Linked DNA regions of Mus musculus: region 1 is linked to region 2. The links are chromatin contacts, called in public HiChIP or PLAC-seq maps. All regions are on one chromosome and are shown on one strand. Each heading gives the region's core, a stretch centred on a gene start, on an enhancer-like site or on the middle of the called end of the contact. The rest is flanking DNA. Distances are from core to core; before and after follow the strand shown.

Region 1 (7,913 bases), core at 4,136-6,635, 180 kb before region 2:
GAGGGTACGATAAAGAATAAGGAGTGATAAGCCATAATAAATATATTAACTAGAATGTAACACTTACAAGTGTTAGATACTGACTGCAATGTATAAAATACCTTTATTAATATGATCTTCTTTAATGCAAGTTCCAGTATATATGTATGTATGTATGCATGTATGTATGTATGCATGTAGATGATGATAATGTATCCCATCTCATATATGAGAAATGTGAGAAAAGTCAAAATCAGAGGACTTTTTCAAGGTCATACATTGATGGTTTATTGTAGAAACTACACAGGAATCTGAAACACAATGATGACATTGTAAGAACACAGAGGAATCAGTAACCGCATCACAGCTCACTGTTTGTAGGTAGACTTCTATTCACCTGTTACACACCTATAGTTGTAAAATGTATATATTCTATTGGCTCTTCCTTTTACTATCAAGTTACGGATATGACATTAGCATAACAATAATATCAATTTGAATATGAGTATTTCAGATTCAAAATAGTGTATTAGAATACTTGCTGGTAGCGGAAATCTCTTTAAGACACAAAGAAATAATTTCTTCCCCTTATTGGGATAAGCCATTCCTTTACTCCTTTGCCTCTGGTTGCCATTTAAAGTCAATGATGAGCATCTACCTCAATGAACAGAATGATCAACCTCTTCTGATTTCTGATTCCATTCACTCTCTAGCACCTTCATGGTAGCTGTTCTCCTAGTCATGCATACAGACATATCACTCTAGGCATGGGCAGCTATTACCACATGTACACAGGCCCATTCACTGCCATCTGCTCAGTCCTGGGAAGCCTGGCTCCACTGAGCTTTACTTCGTTGTTTTCTAGCAAGACATCAACCTGACACATTCTATAAGCCAAATTTCTAAGAAAAAGATGTTGATTGTCTTACTTCTTACTGACTACAATACCAACAGTGGAATTTATGGATGCTCTGGAGATCTTCCGTGTCTAGGATTCAAGTGTGGGTTACTATGCTGCAGTTTTGTTACATTATTTTGTTGGGGAAAGATATGAATTCCCTGATTGCACTTAGTGGAAAGACACATTACAGTAGAAGGAAGTTTAAGATTATTTTTTAAAAAAATACAGAAGCTGGGGACTGGAGGCATGGAGCAGCAGTTAAGATGACTGGGAGCAATTGATGTTCTTCCAGAAAACTCAGGTTCAATTCCCAGCACCCACATAGTATCTCTCAACCATCAGCAACTACAATCTCTTGGAATGTAACCCTCTACTGCCTTCTATCATTTACAGGCAGCAGGCATGCACATGATACAAATGTATATATGCAGGCAAAACATATACATAAAAATTAATTAGTTAAAAATGTAGAATTTAAAGGAAAGACTACTTCTCTTTTATAGTCTAAAAGTAGGTTATAATACAAGATTCATTTCCATGAGCAAATGATTTGGTATTCATTCATTCACATTTATGATCTGCTTACTTATGATCCATTATGACTTTTGTGGAACTGTGACCAAATACCTGTCAATAGCAACTGAGTGGGAAAGCTTTATTTTGATCTTTGGTTACAGAGTGATTTAAACTTCTTATATTGGGGAAAGCATGGTAGGAAGACTCCATTCTTGATGGAAAGAACAGTGGCCATGAGATGTAAGAGATCAGGAAACATGAAGGTAACCAGACATGCCCGTTTTGCCTTTTTTCCATTAACCTCATTCCATCTCCTAAATGTCCCCTAGTCTTCAAAAATATATCCTCAACTTGGAGACCTACTAATTAAATGTGTGCCTGGATGCAAGTGCATGGTGGTAGTGGGGGAGAGCATGGCTATATTTAAGCCATGGAACTTCCATCGAAATTGAAGCTTCATGAAGGCAGACAATTATCTTGTATACTAGTCTACACTCAAGGTCAACAATGCCTTTTACTGACTAAATAAGCAGTAGACTTAAAAACAAATGAATGGATGAACTGGTTGAAGAGTCTCTAGGTCAACCATAATAGATGGAGGGGTTCACTGAATGAAAACGTAAGACGTGTCTACTTGGTATGATTCACCACTTTCTGTTGTGCTAGTTGTCCCACAATAGCCATTGGCAGCATCAAGTGGATCCTGATAAGAGAGTTTACACCACAGAATGGGGTCAATACCGTAAAACAGTGATTTTATTTTTGTAGTTAGAGACTATTACATGAGTAGAGAGCTACTAATGTGTTGAGCTATCTAGCATTGCCACATTATTGGCACTTAGGAAGTGTGGAGGGTACAAGAGTACTAGCTGTATAAAACATTTCATATTTTTGGTGCAGTGCCTTAAGCAGTTTGCGTAGATGATACAATTCATCTTCTCAAGCATTCTGGGTGTTCAATATATTATTCTAATTTTTTAGGTGAGATACTAAAAAATTCAGAGAGGAATTCTACATGTGCATCTCCTTACACTTGACAGGGATGATACTTGGTTTTCTTTGGAAGCCTTGATATAGGTATAGATGGTCTAGACCTTTGGACTTTTATGTAACCTAAGTCCATCCATATAATCCTTACCTGGAAGCTCTGTGATTTGATTCCAAGTTCTGAATCCACAGTTTATGAAATCCCAATTGAGAGGAAAATTCCTTCTTGGGAAGCAGTCCAGCATGGTGAGAAGGCATGAGCTGGAGTTTCCCATCTGTGTTTTATTACTGATTTTCCATTCTACACTGAGTGGTTTGGGGCAAGCATTTTACCCTCTTGACAGCCTCCATTCTTTCTCATTCATTATATAAAAGTAGTGTTGGTTTGTCCCTTCAAGGATCAAAATGGGGATGATCGATTATATTGACAATAATTGTCATATACTAACTGCTCAATAAATTAAGCTCTTAAAGGCATATTTTTGAAACTATATTGTCTTCTTGGGCCACCATTTTAACAGTATTCTCTCCTAAAATAAAATTGATGCAGATTAGTATTTTCACTTATTTACATTGCACCAACTAACCACTGTTGAGGTTTGTTTGCTTTCCATATAAAACCAAGACCCACGTCAGAGTCACGCTTTTGCTATAGGGTACTTGTTATCATCCACAATTATTTACCTGTTCTAAAATTCTGTTGATTCTGTTGGAAAATTATCTTGGAAGTACTCCAATATTTTCAAGTTTTACCAAAACCCAAGATTACAGAGAGAATAAAGATGGGAATGTTAGCAAACTCTCCACTACAAACGGTTTTAAAACTTAAAGGGTAGGAAGAAAAATGCAACTGGATCAGCATCACACACTTCAGCCCCAGGTTACCTGGCTTCATTGCTTCTGGGACTTTGTTGGACAGAACATCTTAGAAAATTATCTCATGACAACCAGAAAAGAAAGGGATTGGGAGAGGGATATAGAGAAGGAAAGGCAGAGAAGCAGGCAAGATATACCCATCCAGGCTATGCACCAGTAATACTTTTCTTCCAACTAGGTTCTATCTTCTATAGTTTCTATCATCACCAATAGTTTACTAAATTATATTTGACATTAGTCACAAGACCAAGAATGCATGCCCATTAAGTTATGAGTCCATAAATGGATTAATCTATCCATGATGGAAGACCCCTCACAATAAGATCACATTCCCAAAGGCCCACCCCTAAGCACTGTTGCTTTGAGGATCAACACATCAGCTTTCAGTGGACATTTAAAACTCTTTTGCCCTGTTTCTCACTTCTAAGGGGCAAGAACATAATATGTCCTATATATTGACCTTTTTCCACTTTCCAAGACTAGCTATCAACTATCTCCATCTGCCATCTAACAACTAGAAAGCAAAATGAAGCAGAATTCCATGTTCTATGTCTCATGGGTATAGAATAATGAAATAACTGTTATTTTATAGTACTTCCAGTCCATGTGTGGATCCATCTCCTGAAATTATCTGTTGAGTTTCTTTCCAGCAGGAGACTAAAAGACTAAGGAATCATTCTGTACATTGTATCTTTTTAGATCCAGTGCATTATTCTTTAACAATGCTTTGTTAAGAAGCTACATTGTGGTGAGAGGCGTGAATAAGCTTATTATACTACCTGTTCCTCTGTCAGAAATCTTGAGCATGGTTCCTTGAACCCACAATCCCTTGGAGATCCCATAACTACCTGACACTTTAGCTCCAGGGGACCTAAACTCCTATTCTGATTTGTGAAGTTGTCTGTACACACACACACACACACACACACACACACACACACACACAAAACCACTCACGTTAACAAAAAAAGAAAGAATATGCTTTGCTGTCTTTTAAAACAAGTTTAGAAATGCTAAAAATAAGGTATGAAATGAATTTTCAAAAATATGGTTTTGGGGTGTAGCTTCCCCAGCACCACTCCCACAGGGTGGCATGGGGTACACTTGTCATCTCAGCAATAGACAGGAAGATCAGCACTTCAAGGTCAATCCTGACTACACACTAGGTTAGAAGCCAGCTTAGACTGTTTTGAAGGGAAAGGAGGGGGAAAGGGACAGAACTGTTGGTACTCTGTCTGGACTCCACCCCCACAGCTACCAGCCAGGTAGGCCTGGCCCACTATAAAAGGGGCTGCTTGCCCCCTCCTCTTTCTCGAGTCTCTCTTACTTTTAGTCTCTCACTCTTGCTTCTCTCCCCATTCCCTTCCCCCCCTGCCCCCTCCCCCTCCATGGTCATGGGTGGCCTCTACTTCTCTACTCTCTTTTTCTCTCTGCTTTTCTCTGGCTCTACTACCCTCTTAACTCCCCTCCCCATATTCTGAATAAACTCTATTCAATACCATACTGTCATGGGGCTGGTCCATCAGGGGGAAGGGATGCCTTGGCATGGGCCTGACATGGCCCTAGGGATGTTTTGGTAAGGCCTGGATGCTTCTTACTGGACCTGTTCTTTCTGACCTATTCTCAGATGGCTCCACATGGCCCGGACAACAGGGAAACAGCCAACTCTCCTAAGACTAGACATACATCCTCCTTACCCATCCCTCTAGGTTCCCCAGAGACACATCCCTCCAACATCAGCGTGAAGCAGCTAGATATTACAACAACCCTATCCCTGCTTCGTCATCACCACTTTCTAGTTCTTTCTTTTTTTAATTAAACCAAAATGGGTGAATGTTGGAACTCTGTCTGAACTCTACCCACACAGTTATATGCTCCTCCCCACAGTTACCTGGCAACACTCAGGTAGGCCTGGCCCACTATAAGAGAGGCTGCTTGCCCTCTCCTCGCTCTCTTACTCCCTTGTTCTCTTACTCTTTTGCCTCTTGCCCCCTCTTTCCCTATTCCCTTACCCCCTCTCTTCATGTGGTCTTGGCCGGCCTCTGCTTCTCTACTCTCCTTGTCTCTGCCTTTCTCTGCCTCTGCTACTCTATTTACTCCCCTCCCCATGCCCTGAATAAACTCTGTTCCATGCTATACCGTCCATGTGGCTGGTCGGTCCCTCAGGAGGAAGGGATGCCTTTGGCATGGGCCCACAGAGGCATCCCCTTCCCCCACACCCTGATAGAACATATATTAATACACTTTCTCTTTTTATGATCACAACAAAATATTGAGGTAACATTGTCTGCTATTTTTATACATAGTGATCTTTGGAAAACTACAACTTTTATTCCTAACTTTCAATCTCAAGCTAACTTAGCAGGATACTATGTGATCTACACATAGTCCTTGAATGAATTTGTCTCAGAATGCATGCCTAGCTTCTGAGTAGCATGCTTAATTCACACTTGTATAAATTCTGTCCTAATGATGTTGGTTTCTCCTTTGAAACGCTGTTCTTTCCCTTGACTTCTAAACATTTAGTTACATTTCCAATGAGAGAAAATCCTGGAAATAGCAGCATTGTTTGTCTTTCTTTCTCACTAACCTCCCTGGGCTTTTCAGAAATCCCTCTGCCTCATTCTAAACAGGAAGTTTCAGCAGGCAGTTGTACAAATGGCACTGTATTATGTGGGATGTCACCTATTGTTATTGGAACAAAGGTATCCTGAAATAAGGACAAAGACTTCAAATCCGCTATAGTCTGGGACCCTTCAGTAGCCTCTCATTGTATCTGGGGAGTGATTGAGTGAACTGGGTCACTCTGAGAATATACTTAAGCTTTGGAAGCTTGGCTATTATCAGGCTGCCAGAATGGAGTTTCACACAGAATATGTAAATGACATTTGTAGTAACCCTGCTTACCAATCTGCATTGCATACATGTGCAGCAGGAACTTTCTGAATACATATGTTTATCTGTATCTGTACGCACACATTAGTAAATAGGTATAGGGAACAGCGTGTAACTTAATCCTCTGATGTTTTGTTTTTGAGACTGGGTTTTATAATGTCATTCAGAATGGCCTCAAGTGCATAGAGATCCTCCTACGTTTGCCTACGAAGTGCTAGGATTACAGGTGTGTGCTACCACTCCTGGTCATAACTCAATTCTTCTCAGGAGTTCTAGAAAAAGAAACCTATGTATTAATCAAATATATTACTAAATTTTCTCTTTTGAAATGCTGTTTATAAATTCATGCTTCTCCAACTTTTAAGATCTAAATATGCAAAAGTATATATATATATACACATATGTATGTACATATATAATATTATAAAGAAATTCTTTGCTATGCTAGATTAACAAGCATTATCAAAAGATAAGCTGTTTAAAGACTCCCACTTAGCTGCAAGCAGTTTCACAGATGGCTTCTCATCTCAAAGAATTCTGAGTGCAAGAAAGTGTTTTTAAAGTGAAATGTAGCCGCATCTCCTGACATTGCCTGGAGCGATTCTCTACTTTGTTTTAATAATGATTACTAAATCACTTCCTTATTACTACCTGAGACCATTATACAACAAAATTAATGTCCTGCTTATAAGGTCTCTTCCTTTTTTTTTTTTTTGTCTTGTTGGATATTTTTCTGTACAATGAGTCATTTTAGATATAAATATCCCCGTCTAAAGCTGTCTTATCCTCCTTGGAATCTGGGTCGTATGCACATGTCCATGTGTTCAATCATCTGTTGGGGTTATTGAGCCATGGTTGATGTATGAAATGGCCCAACAATATTTATAGATAATTTAATCCTAATGATTTTAACCAACCCTGCCATATATATATATATATATATATATATATATATATATATATATATACCTGTGTGCGTGCAAGCTCTTTCATATCTCTTATCTAGGTAAGACCTTGCTTTCCTCTATTAACATAACCCCTACATTCTCCTTTTCTGACTGCACTTGCCTATTTGTTAGCTTCTGGTGAGAGCTTTTAGCTTTGTCCACAGCCTTTTGCACCAAGAGGTTCGTAGGAGCTCCCAAATAGACCTTACCTTCTGGGATTGTACTTTACAAACCTTCACTTGAAATAGGTTGAAAGTTTTTCCCTTCTATATGGAACAAACTCCTGTTTCTGTGAGGCTAAAGTGCTACTCAGTGTTGGCATCAACCTGGGCATGGTGGGACATACCTGTAAGCCCATCTGTCTGGTGCTAAAGGCTAGGAGGTCAGTCTCTGAGCTTCTGTGTCATTGTCAGTTCCAGGGTAAGTAGGAGGCCAAGTTGGGATGCATGAGATCCTGTCTCAAAACAATAATGTGACGTGAACACAACAGCAGCAAGCACCAAACAAACAAAACATCACAGAACCAACCACCCAAAGAAACAGACAACAAAACCTCACACATTATTCTGAATGTCACAGTATCCATGGGTCTAGATGACACCAATGACTTATAGAACATGATAGTTCCACACAACAAATATGGAGATCCCATGCTAATTTTTTTTTTAGTTAAGAAAAGAAAACTCTCTAGAATTTCAGTCTAATTAAAAAAATTAATGCTTTAAAATGCACATTGACTTCTTGACAAATCAATGTGTTTCTGGCATTTTAATTAAACTGTGTAATGATTTAATTAGAAGACCCCTCCCACC
Region 2 (7,188 bases), core at 3,092-5,591:
CTGTCCAAATTTCTTACTATGGAAGATCTCACAGACACTGTGGATTAAAATAAACACTGAAGGAAACCAGTGTTTCTTCACTACCAAGAATGTTTGAGTCACATGTCCCTCATAAGAGAACATTCATAGCAAACATCCCTGCAGATAAGAAATGCAGAAAACAAGATAGAGCAGCTTTCCTGAGATCAAGTAGCTTCTAACAATCAGATTCCTAGGCCTGCCTCTGACAGTAAAACTCTGTTATCAAGTGGTCTTTGATACAAAAAGGCTTGAATAAAGAAACGTTTACAAACCTGCCATTCCTTGGACAGCCACAGTCCTTCCTTTCTCATGGTTATTTTCCAAACCTTCCATTGAGGGGGAAAAAAAAAAAAACAGAAAAGAAAATAAAAAAACAATCAAAAAAACCCAGTTTAATTGCCCCCCCCCTTAAGACTCATATTTTAGGAACTGCAGGCATTCAAATAATCACATCTCAAAATAAAGGATCTTTTAAATACTTCAGAAAGTCCCTCTGGTAATTCTCCAACATCAGGTTTTCAGCTACATCAGTATTCTCCTTTGGTTAATTTTTGTTATGTTTTACTAAGTGTATGCATTCTACAATCCCTGTCTGAGATCAGAGTCTCAGAATTTTTTCGGTTATCTTTGGAAGCAGTTTCTTGCCCAGTCTTTAGCCTTATTTTGGTCTGAAGGGCCTCAGAGTGCAGTTTCCCACTTGACTGGTTGCTCAGAAGCAAACACACTACTTTGCTGATTGCATGCACAGCACTTGGTGAAGCAGGCTAGCCTATCTCATCCTTCCTCCTGTATGTCTAGTAATGGAGCTGAAATTAAAGATTTTGGTGTACATAACTCCAAGTTGACTAAAATTGCATTTCAGGTGATTGCTGTATAACCCAGACATATCCTTCTAATGAAAATATTGAATAACAATATTCTAGAAAGCTGTAAGAGGATGTCCTAATGATCCAAGGAGAAGAACCAGTTGTGCAAAAAAAGCAACTTAATTGAATAATCATCCTACAAGTTCTACGCCTACCAAAAGCCGGACTGCCTAGAATGTTGGTCTTCACAGAAGGAAAAAAATCCCATTTCTATGATTTCTAGGTGGTAGACATGAGAAATTTAGCTTCTAGTTTGTATTTGATTATAATTAACTTAAAAATAAATATCCATGTTCAGTCATTAGTTGCCATGATGGGGAAGTTGAATAGAGACAGAGACGTGTGCTCCCCTTTACAGAACTGGTAAAAGAGGCTTTCAGTGGGAAGAAGAATGGGGCAAAGACAAAGAGTATTTGTGTTAGTCTCACTGTGCGCAGGACACTGAACTATATACTGCATATGTGTTGTTTGGTTATATCCCCAAACAACCTGGATGAGTCATTATTCTTTCTCAATGAATAAACAGTAAAATTATTCATCAAAAGAGCTTTAAAGGACACAATGCCAGTAATAATATTGAATTACTTACTTTCACTGAGTATTTTGTAACAGACATGCTAAAGGTTTTATGAATTCACATCATTCATTTTTCATTCAGGTATAGAACCAAGCACTGCTACCAGATAGGGGCATGAAAGTTATCCAATGCCGTTTAGTATGAGATCTTAGATTGTATCCTAGATTTTTTTTTTTGAACAGTAATGACGTTTTAAATTTAGCATGGTGGCATAAAACTATAGGCTTAGCACTAGAGAGGCAGAAGTAAGAGGATCGAAGGTTCAAGGTCACCTTGGGCTCTGCGGAGGATATTGTCCCAAATAAATTTATAACCAGCCAAGCAAGCAATTAGGTAAACCTTCATGTGTACACACATATGTAATTTAAAGAAATAAATTTGTGTGTGCATGCATATATAAATATATGTGTATGATGTTTATGTATACATTATATACCTTTATTTGGAAAAATGTATTTGTTGGGAATAACGTTTTCTAAATGAAGGAACTACCTCTCTATTAAAAAGTGATAGTTGTGTACAAACATATGAGATATGAACGCTTTAATGAAGTCTCAGGAACTTATGGAAGTCATATTACATATTCATATCTATATCTTTCTAGTTTGAAATTTGGTTAATAATTAACTCTTTGTCTCTCACAGAAATTTAACACCATAGAAGGAAGTAAAAAGAGATCTGGCCTGGTCTGAATTCATTCTTCCTTGCTTAATTCTAGGTGTGGGGTGTGAAGGAAGCCCTGAGTGTGTGCAGTCCTCAGTGCATGTATATCCTTGACATCGGCATAGTATGTCACGGATCCCAAAGCCTCAGTGTGGAGGGGAACGGGCAGACTTCCCTTGTTGCCAAGGACCAGCCTCAGCATGGAGGAGGTTCTGAGAGAAGGGGCGTGTCTTAGTCAGGGTTTGTATTCTTGTACAAAACATCATGACCAAGAGGCAATTTGGGGAGGAAAGGGTTTATTCAGCTTACACTTTCACACTGCTGTTCATCACCAAAGGAGGTCAGGTCTGGGACTCACAGGGCAGGAATTTGGAGGCAGGAGCTGATACAGAGGCCACAGAGGGGTGCTGCTTGCTTCCCCTGGCTTGTTCAGCCTGCTTTTTTATAGAAACCAGGACTACCTGCCCAGGGATGGCCCCACCCATAATGGGCTTTCCCACCTTGATCACTAATTGAGAAAATGCCTTACAGCTGAATCTCAAGGAGGCATTTACTCAAGGGAGGCTCTTTTCTCTGTGATAACTCCAGCTTGTGTCAAATTGGCAAACAAAACCATCCAGTAAGTACAGGGTATCTGGGAGCAGCGAAAAGAAGGACTCAAAGTCTCAAAGTCAATTGGTGGTTCCAAGCTGACCACTGGTCTTCTGTTTGATACAACTTTTCCAGTCTGCTTTCTACGTTCTGCTTTCTCTCTGGAGATTTCTCTGTCTATATTCTGCTTGCTTGCTATTCTAAGAGATCTCTCTGTCCATGTCCTGCTTCCTTGTGTGTGTGTGTGTGTGTGTGTGTGTGTGTGTGTGTGTGCGCGTGCGCACCTGTCTCTTTGTCAGTTCTCCAAGCAGTTTTCTGTTTTTTTTCCTAAAAAGTTCTCTGAATAGCTCACCTCCTGCAGAACACAGGTCTTGTCTTTTATTTTACATTATCAACCCAGTCATTTACTCCAGGTTTACTTTAGATTATTCTATGAATCAGCATCTGGATTCAGAAGTGAAAGCAAGCAAACATTTTTTTTTTCCAAAGGCTGCAAAAGAATTCAAAGATCAGTCTTCCTTTGTTAAACACAAAGGATTAAGTAGTTGGGTGGGTCTCTTCCCTGAAATTACCATTTCTACCACACCTGGGCCTCACCTTTATGTGTCCCAGGCTGACCTTGAATTCAATCTGCCTGCCTTTGTATCTTTCTGACAAGCTGGCTCCTAGTGCAGCTGCCTTTGTTCCTTTAGATTCATGAAGCCCCTCATAATTCATATTGCATTCTTATATTTTGCATAGTTGAGAAATTATATATTTTCAAACTCCGGTATCTAGAGCTCTTTCCCATAGCCTTAAGGGTTGTCTTGAAGGTCCCAGACTTCACCATTTTGCTGAGACTTTAGCCACACCTTCACCTCCTGGTCTCCTGTTGGCTGATCATCAAGGAGTCATTAAAATTAACACAGAGGACATTTCTTGGAGGAATGTGAAATATGTAAATTATTACACAAACAAGCCTTATGCCCACAGTGCCCATCTAGATTCCAGGAGGCTTATACCGGGGCGCTGTCCTGGGGCAGGAACGATGTCACCATGTCACTTTGTCCCCACCAGGGCCATGCTGGACTCTGCACCTTGTGGTCCATGTGTGTATGCTAATACTGTGCGGAAAATGTCCACCATAGCTTTAGTCCTGCGAATATTTTCAGCCTGAAGACCGCTCCTCTACAGAGATCGCTACTACTGAGCTTAGGTAAACCTCTCTCCTCATGTCAGCTGGACACCATCAACTCTGCCTCATTACTTTTCTGTACAGAAATAAATCTATCACCTTGATCAGTTGTATGCAGTCAACTGGTTGTCTTACTGTTCTACTTTACACATGCTGTGCTTGTGGGGTATGGGGGTTTCTCAGAGAGCCTGCTCTATAGGATCCCAGCTTTCTGTTCAAACACCTGTCTTCTCTCATTTCTTCATTACCACAATCAGGTTCGTACTTGGAGTCATACACAGAAGCAGCACTTGGTCTTTGAATTTCAACAATCATAGTGTAGTGCTTGTCTCAACTAGAATATTATAAACAGAGCTCAGAAGTCAATGGTTATAGCACCCTGAACACATCTGGCCTGAAAGTTATGCAGTATTTGGCCTGGTTAGTTCCTGGGAGGTGTTTCGTTTTACCTTGAGGTCCTAAGCCCTGACTCATAGAACTGGAAAGTTTACAAGCCGATCATAAGTGCTTAATGTGTGTCTGCGTGAGCGAAAGTCTCTTCCTGTAAAATCATTTACCAAGGTCTATAAACTGGTTTCTGTGACAGTCAAGTTTCATTTTAATTACTCCCATGCTTGTTTATGCTTTGATGATATTGTTGATTTCTTAATCCACTGGGTCAGAATTTTGCATAATTTGTAATTCGCACTTCATTTCATATTTGTATGTTCTTCCTCCTAATTAAAAGAATGAACATTGAAGAAAAATACCTGGAGGTAATAATAAGAAAACATCCATGGAAACAAGGAACTTAAATGAGACTGTTTGAGGCACTAGAACAAGCAGGAAGTAAAGAATGTTAGTAATTAGCTGAGTGATAAAGTCTCTCATTGCTGCTTTGCCCATTGTCCTTTGCTACACAGGAGGAACTGCTGATAATTGGTAAGCAGCCTTTGTAGACTGCAGAGTACCTAGTTTGCATATAGTTATATACTAATACTCCAATGGGGTCTAAAAAGAACCCAAAGCTCAGATTGGGTTATTTTGACAACATAAACTTCTTACAGTTCTAGATGCTGGAAGTACCACATTATCTATGAGCAAGGACCCTTTTTGGATATGCCCATTGCAATCTTTTCCTTCTATTCTTACCTGATCATCCCTCTATGTACAACTTTTTCCTAACATCCTTTTAATAAAGGCACTAGGTGTATTGGCTTAGGGTCCCACTCTAATGCCTTTTTAAAAATCTTCATTAGCTCTCTGGGTCCACATTAAGTCATGCTCTGATATACTAAGAATTAAATCTTCAACCTAGAACTACACAAGAATACTAGCCAGACCAGAGCAGTCTATTATTACATTGTATATAATTTATATTATAAAGTACTAAGATACATAATATTATCCCCATTTTACTGACATGTAAATTCCGAGTTATAAATTGATAGCTTAGGGGCATAGAATTCAGTGAAATGAAATCAGTCATAAGTGGTGTCATCGTCATCTTCCTAAGTTTTACCTGATCCATCATCTCCCTTATATCAGAGAAAAATAATGTGTGCTTAATATCTTCTTATGCAGAACAATGATAAATATAAACTTAAATTTTATTGGTGTGTGTGTGTGTGTGTGTGTGTGTGTGAGAGAGAGAGAGAGAGAGAGAGAGAGAGAGAGAGAGAGAGAGAGAGAGAACACACGCGTAGGGATCAAGGGACGGTTTTTAAAAGTCAATCATATCCTTGCATGTTGGGTCCTGAGGGTTGAACTGAGATCATCAGCATTGGCTTCTGGCGTCTTTAATTGCTGAGCTATTCCTGGAAAACAGCCTTGCCTTTAAGATGTAAGGTGTTTGCACTTTCAATTCTATTAGGAACGTTTTTTTGTTATGCTAAAGTCATAAAAATTAATAATCAGAACACTTGTAAAAGAATAGCACATATAAAACATTAAGGTGGAAAAATTTAGATTTTCAGAGTGTTACTTAATTTATCTTCAATTCTTTCTATGAAAATCTCATTTTCATTTTTTTTTGATATATCACTTACTAGAAAATAGTTTAAAGTACAATGCTGTGGATCAAGATTATAAGTTTTCATATTCAAATTTATATCTGAACCGATGATTAGACTGCAAGAAGTCTTGTAAAAGGTTAGCCATGTGGGCTTGAGTTTGTTATAATGTATTGGGAGTCAAATAGGTGGATCTCTTGAGGCTTTCTGGATAGCCAGTGTGGCTCTAATTAGCAAACTCTAGCTCAATGGATAAACCCCCAAAAGAAACAACAACAACAACAACAAAAACCCAGGGTGGATAGCACTTATGTAATGACACCCAAGGTTGAACCCCCAGCCTCTAGACATACAGATTCACACATCTACACATCTGTGAGTATATATATATATACATATATATATATATAAAAGCACACCCAAACACAGAAGCACTGAAGCTATATTTTAACAGAAAGCGTTCTGAGGAAGGCTAGGTGTGGAAACATGATAAAGTTCAGGTATCTTTACTGACAAGGGACCAGGGTTTTATAGCCACTAGTGCCATTTGTCATTAACATTCAGAAGAGAAACCTGCAAGAGAATGGCAGCTGACAAATAGCAGATGTCTTCCGTGTGATTGATTCTGATACCTAGTGTTAAAATATCCTCATGGAAATTCACAGCATTTTAGGCAGGGGGCCAAGTGATAAGCATTAGAGCTTTGAAGGAAGATAGTAGAAATGAGGTTGGCTTTGTTTGAACTGCATATTCTTGCCAGGCAGAAAGGGCTCTCCTGTGTCTGTTTGAGTAAATTTTATGAGCAGGGCCTGTGTTGGAAGATTTTGTTCTGGGTGTGTTAAGGGTGTAGTTGAGGTAGGCAGAGCTCTGACTCAGGGATTCCAAAGAAACTGCCTTATTTCATGCCCTGTCAGCCCTCTGCAACTCTTGTTGTATATTGGCATTATTAGCAGAGTGGGGACAGCTGGCTCAGACAAACGGGTTTTTGATATGGGTGCTTGCCAGAGAGGGGATGTGCAATGACCCTCTTCCACCCTCTTGGCTTTCCCCTTGATATTGCATTGATCATTTCAAGAGCTTTCACAAACATGGGCTAGGCTGACATTTTGCAATATCTACTAGCAATTGTGAGATTTTATGGTCATGAAAGAAAACTCTCTTAAGGCAATTTATTTCCACCCATGGCCTACAAAAGTCAGTTTTATATTTGATCATTATCAACTGCCTACTTGCTTGACATCTTTCTAAATGAGGAAGCAGCAATAACATAGTTGTAAATGTATTTTAGCTTTAATATATCTTGGT

Evidence for each region. HiChIP or PLAC-seq counts read pairs in DNA pulled down with a chosen protein or histone mark.
Region 1: a contact with region 2 is called in an H3K27ac HiChIP or PLAC-seq map of embryonic stem cells, with 5 read pairs. The contact joins two enhancer-like sites.

Annotation. Positions count from the first base shown.
Region 1 is chr13:5,727,118-5,735,030 of GRCm38.p6, reverse strand. No RefSeq gene overlaps it. Among named protein-coding and RNA genes, the nearest start is that of Gm35330, 6.5 kb to the right of the region's middle. Within about 2 kb of position 5,385, at least 27 of the 459 cell types and tissues checked have an H3K27ac peak or open chromatin away from gene starts, as enhancers often do. A contact at or near this core is called in embryonic stem cells, where this site is marked.
Region 2 is chr13:5,546,549-5,553,736 of GRCm38.p6, reverse strand. It overlaps Gm40661 (a long non-coding RNA gene), which reads right to left and starts at 348. Exons shown (of 3, transcript XR_873110.2): 1 at 294-348. Within about 2 kb of position 4,341, at least 39 of the 459 cell types and tissues checked have an H3K27ac peak or open chromatin away from gene starts, as enhancers often do. A contact at or near this core is called in embryonic stem cells, where this site is marked.